5 separate regions of the Mus musculus genome follow, and all the other regions are linked to region 1. A link is a contact called in public ChIA-PET, HiChIP or PLAC-seq and promoter capture Hi-C data. All regions are on one chromosome and are shown on one strand. Each heading gives the region's core, a stretch centred on a gene start, on an enhancer-like site or on the middle of the called end of the contact. The rest is flanking DNA. Distances are from core to core; before and after follow the strand shown.

Evidence for each region. Promoter capture Hi-C pulls out the DNA fragments that hold promoters and counts their contacts. ChIA-PET counts read pairs in DNA pulled down with a chosen protein or histone mark. HiChIP or PLAC-seq counts read pairs in DNA pulled down with a chosen protein or histone mark.
Region 2: a contact with region 1 is called in an RNA polymerase II ChIA-PET map of effector CD8 T cells, with 5 read pairs. The contact joins the promoter of Helz2 here to the promoter of Ogfr in region 1. A contact is called at or near these places in 2 of 115 datasets of contacts at active chromatin or transcription factors (bone marrow-derived dendritic cells and effector CD8 T cells).
Region 3: an H3K27ac HiChIP or PLAC-seq map of double positive thymocytes shows a contact between it and region 1, with 4 times the contacts expected there. The contact joins the promoter of Uckl1 here to the promoter of Ogfr in region 1. A contact is called at or near these places in 2 of 39 promoter capture datasets (liver and pre-B cells), 2 of 484 Hi-C or Micro-C datasets (CD8 T cells and erythroblasts), 3 of 115 datasets of contacts at active chromatin or transcription factors (astrocytes, double positive thymocytes and embryonic stem cells) and 2 of 9 other capture datasets (adipose tissue and liver).
Region 4: a contact with region 1 is called in an RNA polymerase II ChIA-PET map of memory CD8 T cells, with 8 read pairs. The contact joins the promoter of Ppdpf here to the promoter of Ogfr in region 1. A contact is called at or near these places in 1 of 39 promoter capture datasets (liver), 1 of 484 Hi-C or Micro-C datasets (CD8 T cells) and 3 of 115 datasets of contacts at active chromatin or transcription factors (effector CD8 T cells, memory CD8 T cells and pancreatic cancer cells).
Region 5: a promoter capture Hi-C map of fetal liver shows a contact between it and region 1, with 5 times the contacts expected there. The contact joins the promoter of Dnajc5 here to the promoter of Ogfr in region 1. A contact is called at or near these places in 4 of 39 promoter capture datasets (fetal liver, liver and pre-B cells) and 2 of 115 datasets of contacts at active chromatin or transcription factors (large pre-B cells and memory CD8 T cells).

Annotation. Positions count from the first base shown.
Region 1 is chr2:180,588,113-180,590,812 of GRCm38.p6, forward strand. It overlaps Ogfr (opioid growth factor receptor), which reads left to right and starts at 1,295. Exons shown (of 7, transcript NM_031373.3): 1 at 1,295-1,509. The coding sequence starts at 1,369.
Region 2 is chr2:181,240,662-181,243,361 of GRCm38.p6, forward strand. It overlaps Helz2 (helicase with zinc finger 2, transcriptional coactivator), which reads right to left and starts at 1,366. Exons shown (of 19, transcript NM_183162.2): 1 at 1,305-1,366; 2 at 1-410. The coding sequence starts at 337.
Region 3 is chr2:181,580,548-181,583,247 of GRCm38.p6, forward strand. It overlaps Uckl1 (uridine-cytidine kinase 1-like 1), which reads right to left and starts at 1,426. Exons shown (of 15, transcript NM_026765.3): 1 at 1,309-1,426. The coding sequence starts at 1,421. Zfp512b (zinc finger protein 512B) reads right to left here. Exons shown (of 17, transcript NM_001164597.1): 17 at 1,556-2,700. Uckl1os (uridine-cytidine kinase 1-like 1, opposite strand) reads left to right here. Exons shown (of 3, transcript NR_027289.1): 2 at 1-81.
Region 4 is chr2:181,185,848-181,188,547 of GRCm38.p6, forward strand. It overlaps Ppdpf (pancreatic progenitor cell differentiation and proliferation factor), which reads left to right and starts at 1,400. Exons shown (of 5, transcript NM_001356427.1): 1 at 1,400-1,607; 2 at 1,818-1,889; 3 at 1,962-2,039; 4 at 2,157-2,253; 5 at 2,335-2,657. The coding sequence starts at 1,835. The coding sequence ends at 2,452.
Region 5 is chr2:181,519,085-181,521,784 of GRCm38.p6, forward strand. Dnajc5 (DnaJ heat shock protein family (Hsp40) member C5) reads left to right here and starts at 1,401. Exons shown (of 5, transcript NM_016775.3): 1 at 1,401-1,613.

The sequences.
Region 1 (2,700 bases), core at 45-2,544:
ATTTTGGTGGTTTCTGAGGTTCCAACTCAAGGAACTATGGAACTTTAACATACTGTAGTCTCTGTTACATACTGCATTGTTATAGTTATTGTTATACTCTATAAATATATAGAGACAATATGTTTTCACCTTGAGATTCCCAGAATGTTACAGGTTCGAATTTAGTAAAGAAGGCCACACTTGAAGGTCATAAACATATACATATAAGCCTGATTAACATTATTTGGAATATGGCTATATAAAAGGATTATTTTCTCTATGTAGGCAGTCTTAAAGCAAATTTTGTCAACTATCCTAGAATTGAGAACTCTCAACTGGTGAGAAACTTCAACCATGGTGGACTTAGGGTCCTTTACCCTGCTGCCCACCCATGTCTCCCTTACCTTCCATTGCTTTCTTGCTTCAAACAGTATGTTACATAACAAGGTCGAGCTCATGGCCACAGTCGGCAGTAGAGGCCACCTAACATCCAAAGGCTACCTAGCCACATGAGCCCAGGAAATCTGCAGTGGGCAGGAGTGGGACTGAACTCACAAAGCAGAGGGAGTGTGGAACTGGCTCAATTGGGAAAAAACAAAAACAAAAACAAAAACAAAAACAAAAGCCTTGATAACAGGAGAACCTGCGTTTGATTACCACCTAGAAGCTGCGCTTGGTGGTGTGTAACTGTAATTACGGTGCTGGGGAGGCAGAGACAGTAGTGTCCCAGGGATTTGCTGCTTAGCAACCTCAAGTAACCTATGCACTCCAGGTACCTAACCCTAACCCTAACCCTAACCCTGAATGAAAGTGTGAACAAGCTACTCAGGAAATACTCAATACCGACCTCTGGTGTCCTTGGGCAGCCAAACACACACAGATACACACACACACACACACACACACACACACACACACACACACACACACATACAAAGTGAGCTATACAGAGGGCAGCCAGGAAGATCTGCAGTTAGACAGGTCGACAAAGATTAGGAACCTGCACCCAGACGGCTGGCAGGAAGAGGCACTTCCCGTAGGACTGAAGAGAAACCTTCCTAGCATCCCTCTCTGGATAGTCTGCAGGGAAGTGAAATCTCAAGGGGGCGGACCTGGGGCTGAGTCCAAAGTGGTGCGTCTTCCCGGAGGGGATAGAGGCAGGAATCCCGGTGCACGCGCCTCCAGGGTTGTCCTTCTGGGCGGGGGGCGGGGGGCACTGCCTTCTCCAGGACACCGCTTCCCGCCTAGCTCCGAGCGTAGCAGCCCCTGCTGGGGGACTCCGCGCAAGGGCGGAAACTGAGCGGTGGGCGGGACCTGGCGCCGCCCCGCCCCCGCGCTTCCTCCTCTTTCACTTTCCTTTCCGCGGAAAGCGGGTCCAGCCTGTCGAGTATGGACGACCCGGAATGCGATTCCACCTGGGAGGACGAGAGCGAGGAGGACGGCGAGGATGGCCAGGCGGATGATACGACCGATGAGGACACGGGCGACGATGACGGCGACGCGGAGGAGGCACGGCCAAGCCTGTTCCAGGTGCGGTGCGGGAGGACCGGAGGGCGACAGGACAACGCCAGGCCGTGATCGCCGGGCCCAGGCCGCTGTCCCCTAGGGGGACGCCGGGCCCAGGCCTTGGCGGACCGAGCGCTGGTGACGTCAAGGAAGCGACTGATGGGGGTCGTCCGTGGGTGACGTCAGAGCGCGCCCCAGGGCCTCATCCTGCGTGGGTGGCCTTTCCTCAGGTTGCCCTCCCTCCACCCCACACTCAGCCCCTACCCCACTTCAGACAGCCTCCACTGGCTCAGAAGTGACCCCGGCCTAGGACGCCGGGAGCAGGGGTCTGTCTATCTGCCCTTAGCTCTGGTAACTTTTGTTGCCACCCGGAGCATGTTCCGTTATACTTTTGTATCAAGCCGCATGTAAACCTCAGTGGCGTTCTGTAAGACGCACTGGCCTGCTTATAGCTGTGATTCCGGGTGTGATGGAGAACCTAGAAAAACGAGAGTGAGGATTATGACCCCAAAATCCATTCTCCCCATCGCTTCGATCTCTAGTTGTCTGCTCTGTATGGGAAAGCAGCCCCGAATCTGGAGAAGCTCTCAGGCAGGCCAGAGCTAGCCTCTGCCTGACCACATTGGGATGAAGCTGAGGCTGGGTAGTCAGGTTTGTAGTGCAGGCTCAGGCCCCTCCTGTGGGTGGTAAGGCCTCCCAAAAGCTCTGATAGAACTGCTGTTTCTCCACAAAAGGTCTTAGATCCTACCTGAAACAGTAGTCACTTAAGAGCCTATCCCAGGCCTGGTGGCACAGTGTCTTTGTCACACTGGGCCAGGGAGAAGCAGGGGTTTACAAAGATGAGGCTTCATTCACCCATCCATCAGACCCATCCAGAGGCATCTAGGTTTTTTTCTTGAGGCTGTGGCTGGCAAAGTAGCTCCCCTTGGGGATACAGCCCAGTGACTATTCACAGAATCATAGGACGAGAAATACTACAGTACTCAGAGACTAGGGTTGGAGTGGGGGCACATAAAGATCTTGGACCAAAATGAGGTTGACCAGCAGACCAAGGAGGAGATGCAGCTGGGACTTAAAGACAGAAGAGCATTAGCCACACACCTGGGCAGCTTGCAGGCTAGATTAGGCCAAGGCTCCCTACAGAGGAAAATTGAGTACTGAGAGGTGCAGAGGTGGTTGTTGAGGCTATTCTAGTGCCACTGTTTGTGTTCAAAA
Region 2 (2,700 bases), core at 116-2,615, 650 kb after region 1:
GGCTTCGGGCAAAGGTGCATCTATTCCAGTGACGCCTACAGCCCAACCCTGGCCTATAGTAGTGACAGACTTGATAGCGCATAGGCGTTGGGAAGCTAGGCCTGCGGCCCACCTTACGCCAGATCTTGCTCTCTGCTGCTTGCTTGAAGCGGGCCAGCAAGATCTCCCTGGGGCAGGTGTGCTCTACCTCACGCAGAATGTAGGTACTCTCATTGAGGCACTGGGTGCAGCGGGAGCAGCCCAGGTAAAGGTCTACCTTAGCACAGAGTCCGGCTAAGGATGGCCCGTTGGTGGCGGATGTGCTGGCCGACCTCAGACTGCAACCCACGGATGCCATCTCGGACAAAGGCCAGGTCCTTCAGGATTGTGAGCCAGGCTTCTGGGCAGCTGCTGTACTGAAACCGTCAGCCCTGGAGAGGTGATAGGACAAGAGAAGCAAGTCAGCCCAAGGTCAAGAAGGACCTACACCTCTGTCGGGTGTAGGACAGAGACTTCTGCCCAGTCTTGGCTTGTTGGGGGAACTCTAACTCAACCTTTCCTCCTGAAAGGCCTCTCCAAGTCCTGCCCAAGTGGCTGCTGGAAAAAAAAAAGAGTTGGGAGGCCTCAGAATCCTCCATCTGGTAACTCTGGGGCTCCTGGCCGTCTGAAGAGAGTACCCCCTTTCTTGAGACCTGCTAGTTGACTGCTGGGACTACTATAGCCCACCTGGACTTGGCAACAGGAGCCTCTGAAGGGGAGGACACAGCCTTGTAGAAATTCCGCTCTACCCAGGTTGGATAGCCCTCCTCAGAGCTCCCATAGAGATGCCAGAAGGAGAGGCAATGCCCAGAGCCCAGAGTCTTAGTTAGTACCACCACCCAGCAAGGATGGGCGAGAGAACAGCTAGCTCCCTGAAACACCTAGTCAGGTCATATCTCTCTCTCTCTCTCTCTCTCTCTCTCTCTCTCTCTCTCTCTCTCTCTCTCACTCATACATGCCAAGCAAATAATCTATTACTGACCTATACCCTAGCCCTCTAAACTTTCAAGGCAATCGTTGAGGTACAAAGATTATGTTTTAAATGGAAAGAATGAGCAACAGGCAAAGCCTGCAGTCCCTCCCTGCACTCCTCTGTGGAGTTTTCTAAGTCGTCAGAGCTAGAACCCCATACCCGGCAGCTGGAGAAGCAGGAAGAGGGGTCCATGGAGTTGTCCGATGCTAGGGTCTGTCTGAGGCCACTGATCTTGCCCATTTGCAGGCAAAGGGGTGGTCTTCACACCTCTCTAGGTGGCCCCTCCAGTCCCCAGCCACCACCCCATACTCACCCAGTGCACCAGCATCGACTTAAGAGTAGCGATCAGTTTCGTTTCTGCCCCTGGGGCGACTCAGAACTCTGACGACAGAGCACGGAAATTACCTCACTGCCCCCCCTGCCCCGCCCCTGCCCCGCCCTCAAGTGATAGCCTCCCTCCCAGACCTGGCGGAGCTCCCTGGCCCTAGGAAGATTTCCCCCACTCCCCACCTCCACAGTCCCCTTGAGGTCAACACAGCAGGATTTAACCTGGCCCTTTCCCGGTCCCTCCCCCTACTCATACTTAGACGTCTGTACTCTCTTGTGTGGGAACCGTAAGATGAGCCCCAGGGTAGATGGCTTTAGGATTAAAAAAAAAAAAAAAAAAGCCCCTATTTGGGAGTGGGAGAGCCTTTGCCTATAGAGCCTTGGGAAATTTACTCTGGGTGCTATAGCCAAAGGCTAGGGTCCTTGGGAGCAGGGCCAGACAGGCAAGGAACAGAGAACTCTATGCTGGGGCAGGACCTGTTCCTAAAAGGCACTAGACTTCTTCCTTGAAGCGCTAATAATTTTAGTCAATGCTGTGCCTGGCATGGCCCCCGTGGGGACAGAGTGACATGGTTCCTACCCTTGGAATAGGGTCCTGGTGTGAGCCTCCAGGAGTGTCAAATGGCTGCTGTGGGCATAAGGCAAGTTTGTATAATAATGTACATATTTCACATTCCTTCGAGGAATGTCCTCTCTGTTAACATTAATGACTCCAGGAGAATTAGAAACAGCAGAGTCCAGGAGTCGAGGATGTGGCTATGTCTCTGCAAAATGGTAAACACTGGAACCCTCAGGACAGCCCTTGAGGCTATGGGAAAGAGCTCTAAATACGGGAATTTGAAAATATATAATTTCTTAACTATCCAAAAATATAAGGATGCGATATGAATTATGAGGGGTTTCATGAATTTAAAGGAACAGAGACAGGTACACAATGAGCCAACTTGTCGCAAAGATACAAAAGCATAAGGCATGCAGGTTCCTGAGTTTAAGGTCAGCCTAGGACAGAGCAAGGTTAGACTCAGGCGTGATGGAAACGGTGCATGGTGGAAATAATTTCAGGGCAGGGTCCCAACAAACTAGCATGTCATCTAGGCTTAACTAAGGCAGACAGATCTCTGAATTCTTTTGCAATGTTAAGAGAAAATGTATGTTTGCTGTCTCTGAATCAAAAGGTTGGGGTCACAGGACGCTGATTAATAGGATAATCAAAAGAGCACCTGGAATAAATAAGTGAATTGATATGGAAATTTAAAAACTGGGCTTTTGGTCTGCATGAGATGAGCTAGCAGAATGGAATAGCAGTTCTTTGGAATTTTCTCTAGTGATGGTTAAGCTACCTGGAGATCTCTGGAGAGCAAAAAGAGCTCTTCAAGAGGTTT
Region 3 (2,700 bases), core at 176-2,675, 990 kb after region 1:
AAGCAACCCATCCCGGTGCTACTGTGGAATTCCTGCAAGAGGCAGAAGGCGGTTCAGAGTCATCAAAGCCATTTTTACAAGGTAGACATAGGACTGGGGGATTAAAGGCTTTCATGGCCTCACTTGCCAACCTGCCTCCCCCCCCCCCCCCCAAGGCTCTGGGTGAGTACCTATTAACTTCTCTCCACTCTCTAATCCCAAATCCATCTCCACTTTGCATATCGACATGAAAGCCAATGGCGGTGCTGGCTAAGGTCAGACAACTCCAAGGAAAAGGCCTCAGGGGCAGGCAGATAGGGAGCCAGGTGCTGGGAAAGGCAATAGGAGAAACCTCAAGCTGGGCTTTAGTCTACCAGCGACTCCCTCCCCTACTGCTGCCAGTGCCTGAGGCACCAGGGCAGTTTGTATCTTCTCAAGGTGTATCCCCAGGAACCTTCGGAGGAGGAATTTGGCCACGGCCTCACAAAGTCTGACTCCTGGTCAGAATGCCTGGAGTGTGTGAACTAGCTGGGATTCACCTCATCCACTGCCAGCACCTCACTTTCTAAAGGCGTCCGGGGTTACAGCTTCTCAGGCGGTGCACTGTGGCATGCAAAGCCGGAAGACATTTGGCCTTCAACTGACTCATACAGACCGGAAGAGGTGTCACGAGCAGTTTCCAAGCATGGTCACTGCCCCCTGGCGGCCACGACCTAGAGTTGCTACAAGTGATGATCAGGCCGAGTGAAGACAAGGACCCTTAAGTCTCCTACTTCCTACAAGGACCCTTATCTCCCCTTCCATTCTCCTGAAAGCCTCGAAAGTCTCAAAGGCCCCCAAACTCTCGGACAGGTGGCAATCACCACCCCATCTTACATTCACAAGCACCACTGGCCGCCAGGTGCAACTTTGCGCTCAATTTCGACGAACTCAGAAGGTCGAACACGCCTACCGCCCAGCTGGGGGCCCAGAGCCAAGTGCGCACCCACTAGGAACAGAGACCCACGCTAAAGATGTCAAACAGGTTTCCATTCTCAGTGCCTCCAAAAGCTGGAGCTTGGGCCAGTTCCGCCTTCCGTCCGCTGGGGCCCTCCAGGTCGTCTGCCACCTCCCTCTCCCTGGCAGGGGGTGGCTGACACATAGCCCAGGAGGCCCCAGGGCGCTGGAGAGCCGCCGAAACCTGTCCAGGATCCACAAGGCTGTAGAGATCAAGCTGCCCATCTATGGAGATGCCGGGAGCCGTCCCGGCTCTAGGAAGAGATGCAAGCCGTGCTCCGACCCCTCCCAAGAGACAAGCGCGGCCCCTGCCTTATTCAGGCCCGCGCCTACCGGTCCTCGCACGCCGTTTCATTCTGCTCGGCCTGGCGGCCAGGCACGTCTGGGGCCACAGCAGACTGCAGGGGCGAAGGGGCGGCGCTCATTGAGGCCGGCGGCGCAGCCATGGCGTCCCGAACCTGGCGGAGGCCGGGGAGGCGCACCGGGAGGCAGGCACGCTGCGGACTACAATCCCCACAAGGCCGTGCGGCAAGCCCCGAGAATGACCTTTGCCTCAACACAAACTCAGCCACACAAAATCCCTGGAAAAAAAAAATCAATAAACATTTATTTGATACAGTGACTTTAATACATAGTTGATGGCCCACCACCGCACCACTCCGGGCCAGGGGATGAGGATGAGGACAGATGACCACAAGGCGGGCAGGACCAAAGCTCACCTCAAAACATCTTGCAAATAAAACACTTTGTAGATAGAATATATATGCATGTATATCTATGGTTACAAGTGATAGCCAGAAATGCACTTGTGTAATGAGAACTGCATTATAACCAAACCAAGGAACCCAAAGTTTAGGAGGCGCTGCAGTCAGGTATGTGGGGTGACCTGGGAAACCAGGTCTCCAGGGCAAGGGACCTGGGTTTCACCCAACAGGGGAACAGCTCTCCCTTCAGAACCACCATAGGGACAGGAAGATCCCAAAGCCTCCAGGAGGCACCATCATCTGCCTGTGCAGGAACATAAAGTGCACCCTGGTTCTGCATGAAATGTCTGCCCTTGGCACTTCTGTTTTTTTAGGGCAGGGCAAGCGCTGAGCCAGAGGTAGATCTGTAGAGACCCTGACTTTTGCATTTTGCCAAGGACCCAGGGTTGGTTTGGCCCTCTAAGTCTATGCCCACCCACCTTCTGTAGCTCTGCCATGATGGTCCCTCTTACTGAGGATCTGTGTAGGCTGGTGGTTACCTTTGGGCCATAGTAGGGAGGTGGGCAGACCGATGAGCCCTGCCACCATGGAAGAGCTTTACAGTCTAGTTTGCCACTACTTACCAGTCACCACAGGCTGGTACCTATCCAACTGCAGCTTTTGACAGCTGCCCCAAAACTGACCTCAAAGACTGAGTTAAAGTGCTAACATCAAGTTACCCAGAACAGTCCCATAGCAAGGCTGTATATGGGCTTTCTGGTTCGTCCTGGAAAACTCAGCCCCCAGCAAACCCAGGTCCTACTTCTCCCTACAAGTGCCAAGTACCTGAGAGGCTAGGGTGGATGGTCACACCCCACAGAGGTGTTGTGAAAAGTGCACTTTGGCCCCCTTCCCTTCCACAGTTGCACACAACCACTCCAAAGCCCCAGCCTACCCTTTGACACTGGATCATACCCACCTCTGTAGCCACCTCTGACCACATCAAAGTGTGTAGGAATTGGAGAGTCCATTCAACACCTAC
Region 4 (2,700 bases), core at 150-2,649, 600 kb after region 1:
TTGCCCATCTCCCATCTTCCCCAGATCCATTGTTCCTCTCTTTCCCTTCAGAAAAGAGCAGGCATAAGAAGATGCAATAGAACTAGGCATATATCCTTTACTTTCTTTTCAGAGGGAATTTTCACTACAGGAAATAGCTAATAACCACTGGAGATGCCCATGTACTTGACCAGGACAGTTCAGGGTAAGTCATAGAATCTGAAGTACATAACACTATGAAGACAGAAGTCTCACCCTCCTGGTGTCACCAGGACGGTCCTTATCAGTGGCCTTACTCACTTGTACTGCTGTCATGTCAACTGCCCCCACCTCTTTTTCATTACACCTTACCCATCTCCTTTATGATCTCTAAACCAGCACCCCTACTGGACCATTTCTTGTCTGGTTTTCCCGAGCCTGGATCAATGCTTGCACAGAGTAGGTCTCAACAAATCCAAGCAAAGGGTCCCAGCCAAGCAGCCTTGAGACTTCGGCGACACAAGAGCCTCCTCCTGGGATCCTACTAGCCTCAGCCTAGTCGGTTCTCCCTGAGCCTCCAATGAAGTCCAGCATCTTTGGTTATAGGAGAAGCATGCTGCACGAAGCTGGCTCATGATCCTCTCGGTCTGACAGAACACAGGCTGCTGAGGAAGGGAAGGGTGGGCAGGGCATGCTGGCCAGCCCTAACTTGATTCCCCCCAAACATGAGTCTCCGACCAACAATGGAAGCTACTAGAGACTGTCTCTGTTAGAGCTCTCTCTGACCCCAAGGCTTCGTCTGTCTTCCATCACTCCTCTCCAAACAGAACACAGGTTGGGAATGATGAACAACAATGCGAGTCAGGACTTGAAAGACAGACAGCTCCTCAGCTTACCAAGGGCAGGCTATTCCCTACAGGACCGCTTGGGGGCTCCAGGCACCATCCAGTGAGCCCAGAAAACAGAGATTGCGATGGTAGGGAGGTGCGCGGCAACAGCTTGTGCTTACTTATGTTAAACAGATCCACTCAGTCAAGGGTCGGAGTGAGGTACGTGGAAAATAAAGCCTGCGGGGACCAGCGAAAGCAGCGGGCAGCCCCAAGTAAAGGGAACAAGAACACCAAACAGGCTGTACTACATGAGACCACATCCGAGAGGGTGGCACAGACTGAGGGGCACATGAGATTCTTTAACCTCTTCTATCCGGGTTCGAGTCCGAACCAGGCAGGAAAAAAGCAGCAGAGCTGGTTTCGACTGGAGCGAAACCACAGATGTTTGATCAAGGAGGTTAGGGCCAATGTGGAACTTTGCAGAACCTAGCATTGCAGAAGGTAGGGTGGATTCTTGCTCCGCTCGGGGTGGAGTCTAATAGGGAAGGGCGGGACCACTTCGTGCTACTTCTGGTCTATCAGGGGAGCTCAAAAGTCTCATGGGTGGGCCCGCTGTGAAGCGGGAGGGGCTTTGACGCGCGCCCCGCCTCCCAGTGGTGCGTCTTTTGCGGTGCAGGAAAGCTACTAAGTACGCGCGTGCGCATAGCGCGCGTGGGTCCTAAAGTGGTGTTTCGTGGGTTATCTTTGCAAATGGGCTCCGCGGCCTAGCGCCCTGGTGGCCTAAAAACGAAGCCTGCAAGGAAGGGGTTCTCCGCCGAGGTGAGGGCAGTGACGAAGGCAGCCGGCGGTGGGGTGGGGGAGGCGCGTCTTCTTGGGGCCAGGAGCAGACAAAGCCCCTTTGTCTCACCACGCAGCCGGACCGGGCTGGTTGGAGCCGCTTGGAAACCTGGCACTGTCAGGACCCGGGAGACTCGGGGAACCCTCCGGTGTGCGGTGACCAGGGCCCACATTCTGCTCTCGTCTCCGCAGCGCCTCGGTCCTGAAGCATGGCAGCCATCCCTTCCAGCGGCTCGCTCGTGGCTACCCATGACTACTATCGGCGTAAGTAGCCCCTCGCCAGCCCCGCCCAGGGCTGGCCCAGGGCCCTGTGGCTGACCCGCCTCCCCTTCCCAGGACGCCTGGGCTCCTCGTCCAGCAGCAGCTCCGGCGGAAGTGCCGAGTACCCTGGGGACGCCGTGCTCCAGTCCCCGGGTAAGTGCAGAACCAGCCAGCGGAAGGGCAGAGTTCACGTCCTAAGGCGGAGTGGGGTGGGGGATGGGTAGCGTGGAGAAGGACTTGACCCCATCGTGACCCTCCTTTGCTCCTCAGGTCTTCCCAAAGCCGACCCGGGCCACTGGTGGGCCAGCTTCTTTTTCGGGAAATCCACACTCCCGTTCATGACTACAGTGTTGGAGTCTCCTGAGCGGTGAGTCCATCTTCCATGTGGTTGTGGGGGTGGCCCCAATTAAAGCAAATGCCGACCCAGTGACCTATGCTCTCCTTACAGCTCGGCAGAATCCCCCCAGGTCTCCAGAAGCCCGATGACCTGTGGCCTGACTCCTGAAACCATGAAGCAGCAGCCAGTCATCCATTCTGGCCAGACCAACCCCAGGGACCTTTCCTGACCTATCAGAATCTGCAGCCTGCCCAAGCTGAAGTGGTGCTAGGCCAGTGCCTACCCTCTCGACCCTCCCTGTAAACTAGGAAGGCTGAACAAGAGAAACCAGTAGAAGCTGGAGAGAGCCCCCTCTTGGTTCACAGCACTGAACTTTCCTGACCCCATAACTGTGTCTTGGCACAAAGCAGAAAATAAACTCACAGCAGCCACCCTCCCCTGGTATGTTTGAAACATTACTGAATCCAGCCTTGCTTC
Region 5 (2,700 bases), core at 151-2,650, 930 kb after region 1:
CAGCATAGTCCCTAATTACATCCTAAATACTCATCCCTACACCTATAGGTTAAGTGTAGTTCTCACTCTTCATCAAGGAAAACATCTTCTCCAGATAGAGATCATTACAGAAATTGAAACTGATCAGAATGCAGATTGGTGGAGCCCAGTCCCCACAGATAGAACTCCACCACAAGTCCTGAACTTAAGGCTCAGAGATCATTGTGGAAGAAGGGGAGGAAAAGCTGCAACAACCAGAGGACCAGACAGTTCGCTCTAAGATTTATCTCCTTAAAATGTCAGAGAAGCTACATCCGTGAAGTAACATAACCAACATGGCTGCCTAACTGACCTGAGCAAGGACAACATCAGCTAAGCATGGTGTAAGGGAGAAAGCGCACAGGGCCTCAATCCTAGCTAACTAAGGAATTCTGAGAGCTGGAGAAATAATCAGTTTTAGGGAAGAACATAGAAATTGGTTTTCCCATAGCAAATGATCAGCCTTGAAAACATATACCTACTTAACATACAGACTGAATAGGCTGTATTTATATATTTAGGAGCTATATCACAACAAAGAAGAGGCTATGAATTTGAAAGGGTGAGTGTGTGTGTGTGTGTGTGTGTGTGAATATGAGAGGTTTGGAGAGAGGCAGGGGAAAAATGATGTAATTATAATCCAAAAAGATTATAAGAAAAAATGGTGGGCAGGCAAGAATGAAAGTAAAGCTGTAGGAACACTGGCCAGGAAGATTGGTAGCTCTGGAATAAAAAAGCACAGCACTTGAAATTGTTTGTTACAGCGTAAGTAGGCAAGGGTCACTAGGTTTATTACTTAGTAAGTGAACAGAGTGAACAAGGATTGTATGAGACAGAGTGGGAAGAAAAGTCCTTAACCGTCCACGCATATCATTGCAGACGATTCCTAAAGGATCGCTAAATAATGGCGGTTGATTTTTCAGTGACTGGGAAGAAAGGCAGGAAAGTCTTTTCTGGGTGGTCTCCAGGGATGAACGAAAATGTCAGTCCCAAGGCAGTACCTTGAGACGAAAATGAAGGTCTCCCTCTCTAGTTTTTTGGTAAGTAGTAATAAATTTTTTGAGGCTTATATGAAGCACTGAGCAAACAACTGGAAGAAGAGCAGTTTTACTCGCGGAGTGCCACTTGCCTGCCTTCCAGAGGCGAACCCGCAAGCCTAGGCCTTGCCTCTGCTCCCGGGCTGTAGCTTCCGGCTTAGTAGCTGCAGGCTCCGCCCACCACCTTAACCCTTCCCGGTGATCGTCAACTGGGGCGCAACCTTTCGGGGACCGAGTTCTACCGGAGCTCCGGAGCTTTCGTGCGGCGCTGCCACATTGGCTCCGACTATGGGCGGGGCCTCAGTGTTGGGTTCTAGGCGCTTGCGCAGCCAGCTCTGACCTGCCAGAACACACGTCTTTTTCCGGGGGCGCGCGTGCCAGTGAGTGAGCGTGCGCGTTCTTGCTGCCGCCAGTGTTGCTTCCGCCGTCCTCTGCCGCTGCTACGGCTGTCGCCGCCCGGGATCCTCAGGCCGAGCAGTAGGCCGGCCGGCTGCCCACCACTGCCCCGGGACGGAAAGCGGAGCCGCGGAACCGGTGGACCGGCGGGCGTGCCGACAGGTGAGCTCACTCTCCAGTGGCTCTCAAATTAGGTGGGGCCGCGGGGTTCAAGCTGCCGGAGCCGGGCAAAGGGGAGGGGAAGTGGGGCGAGGGCGCCGCAGCAGGAGGTGAAAGCTGCCCGCAGCGGAAATGGCGGCGACCCTCAGCAGCGGCGGCGAGCCCGGCCCTGGGCACCACTAGGCCCTGCTCGACCTTGCGCACGGCGGGGCGGCGCGGAGACGAGGCTTTCCGGGCCAACTCCGGTTCGCACGCGCGGCCGCCTCCGCGGCTCCCGGAACGCAGAAACTGGTGTGTAGGGAGGCGGGCAGTAAAGGCTCCGAGGCTTGTTCACATTCTGGGACGCAGAAATTGCCTTATAGTTGTAAATTTCAAAGGCATTTGATGTATAAAAAAACCCCTAGTTTATATACCTAGGGACGACATTTTAAGAGGCGATTTTGTGTCGTGCTCTTTGGGGAGAGAATTAGGGACTCATTCGTTTAGGCTCCAACTTGTGTTATATGGCTGGATTAAAGACTTGTTTTTCCTTGTGTCTAGGAGATGATTTCTCCGAATTCATTAAGTGCATCTTCGGAAAAATAATGCAAAAGGTAGCTTTAATTTGTTTTCAGATTGGACTTTGGGGAAATTGGGTCGCCGTTTGTTGGACGCTCAGCTGATCATTCATCCTTTATAGGCAGTGTGTCTCAATTGCTAGTGGTTTGTCTGTTTAAACATCAAAACGCTACTTAATAACACAAAGAATTATATTGTCCCATATATTGTCGTGGTTGCCTAAAGACAAAACTCTAATCGTAGGATAATTTTGTTCATTTATTTGCTTTCTTTAAGGAAAGCGTGATCTGTTAGGTGACATTAAAAGCCAGGACTTTCCGCAGTTTCTAACTTAATATGTGTTACGAATCTGTTACCTGTATCAGTATTTTCATACTTAGGCTGGCCCTGTGTGTGTGGACCGCAAGTGTGGAGCCAGTGGAGCCTCTAAATTCGTTCGGGTTTGGGAACAGGGTACCTGCCCTTGGATTCTTTAAGCACCGTGCCGCACAATCTCTTTGCCCCAGCAGCCTCCTTGCTAGTCTCTTAACCA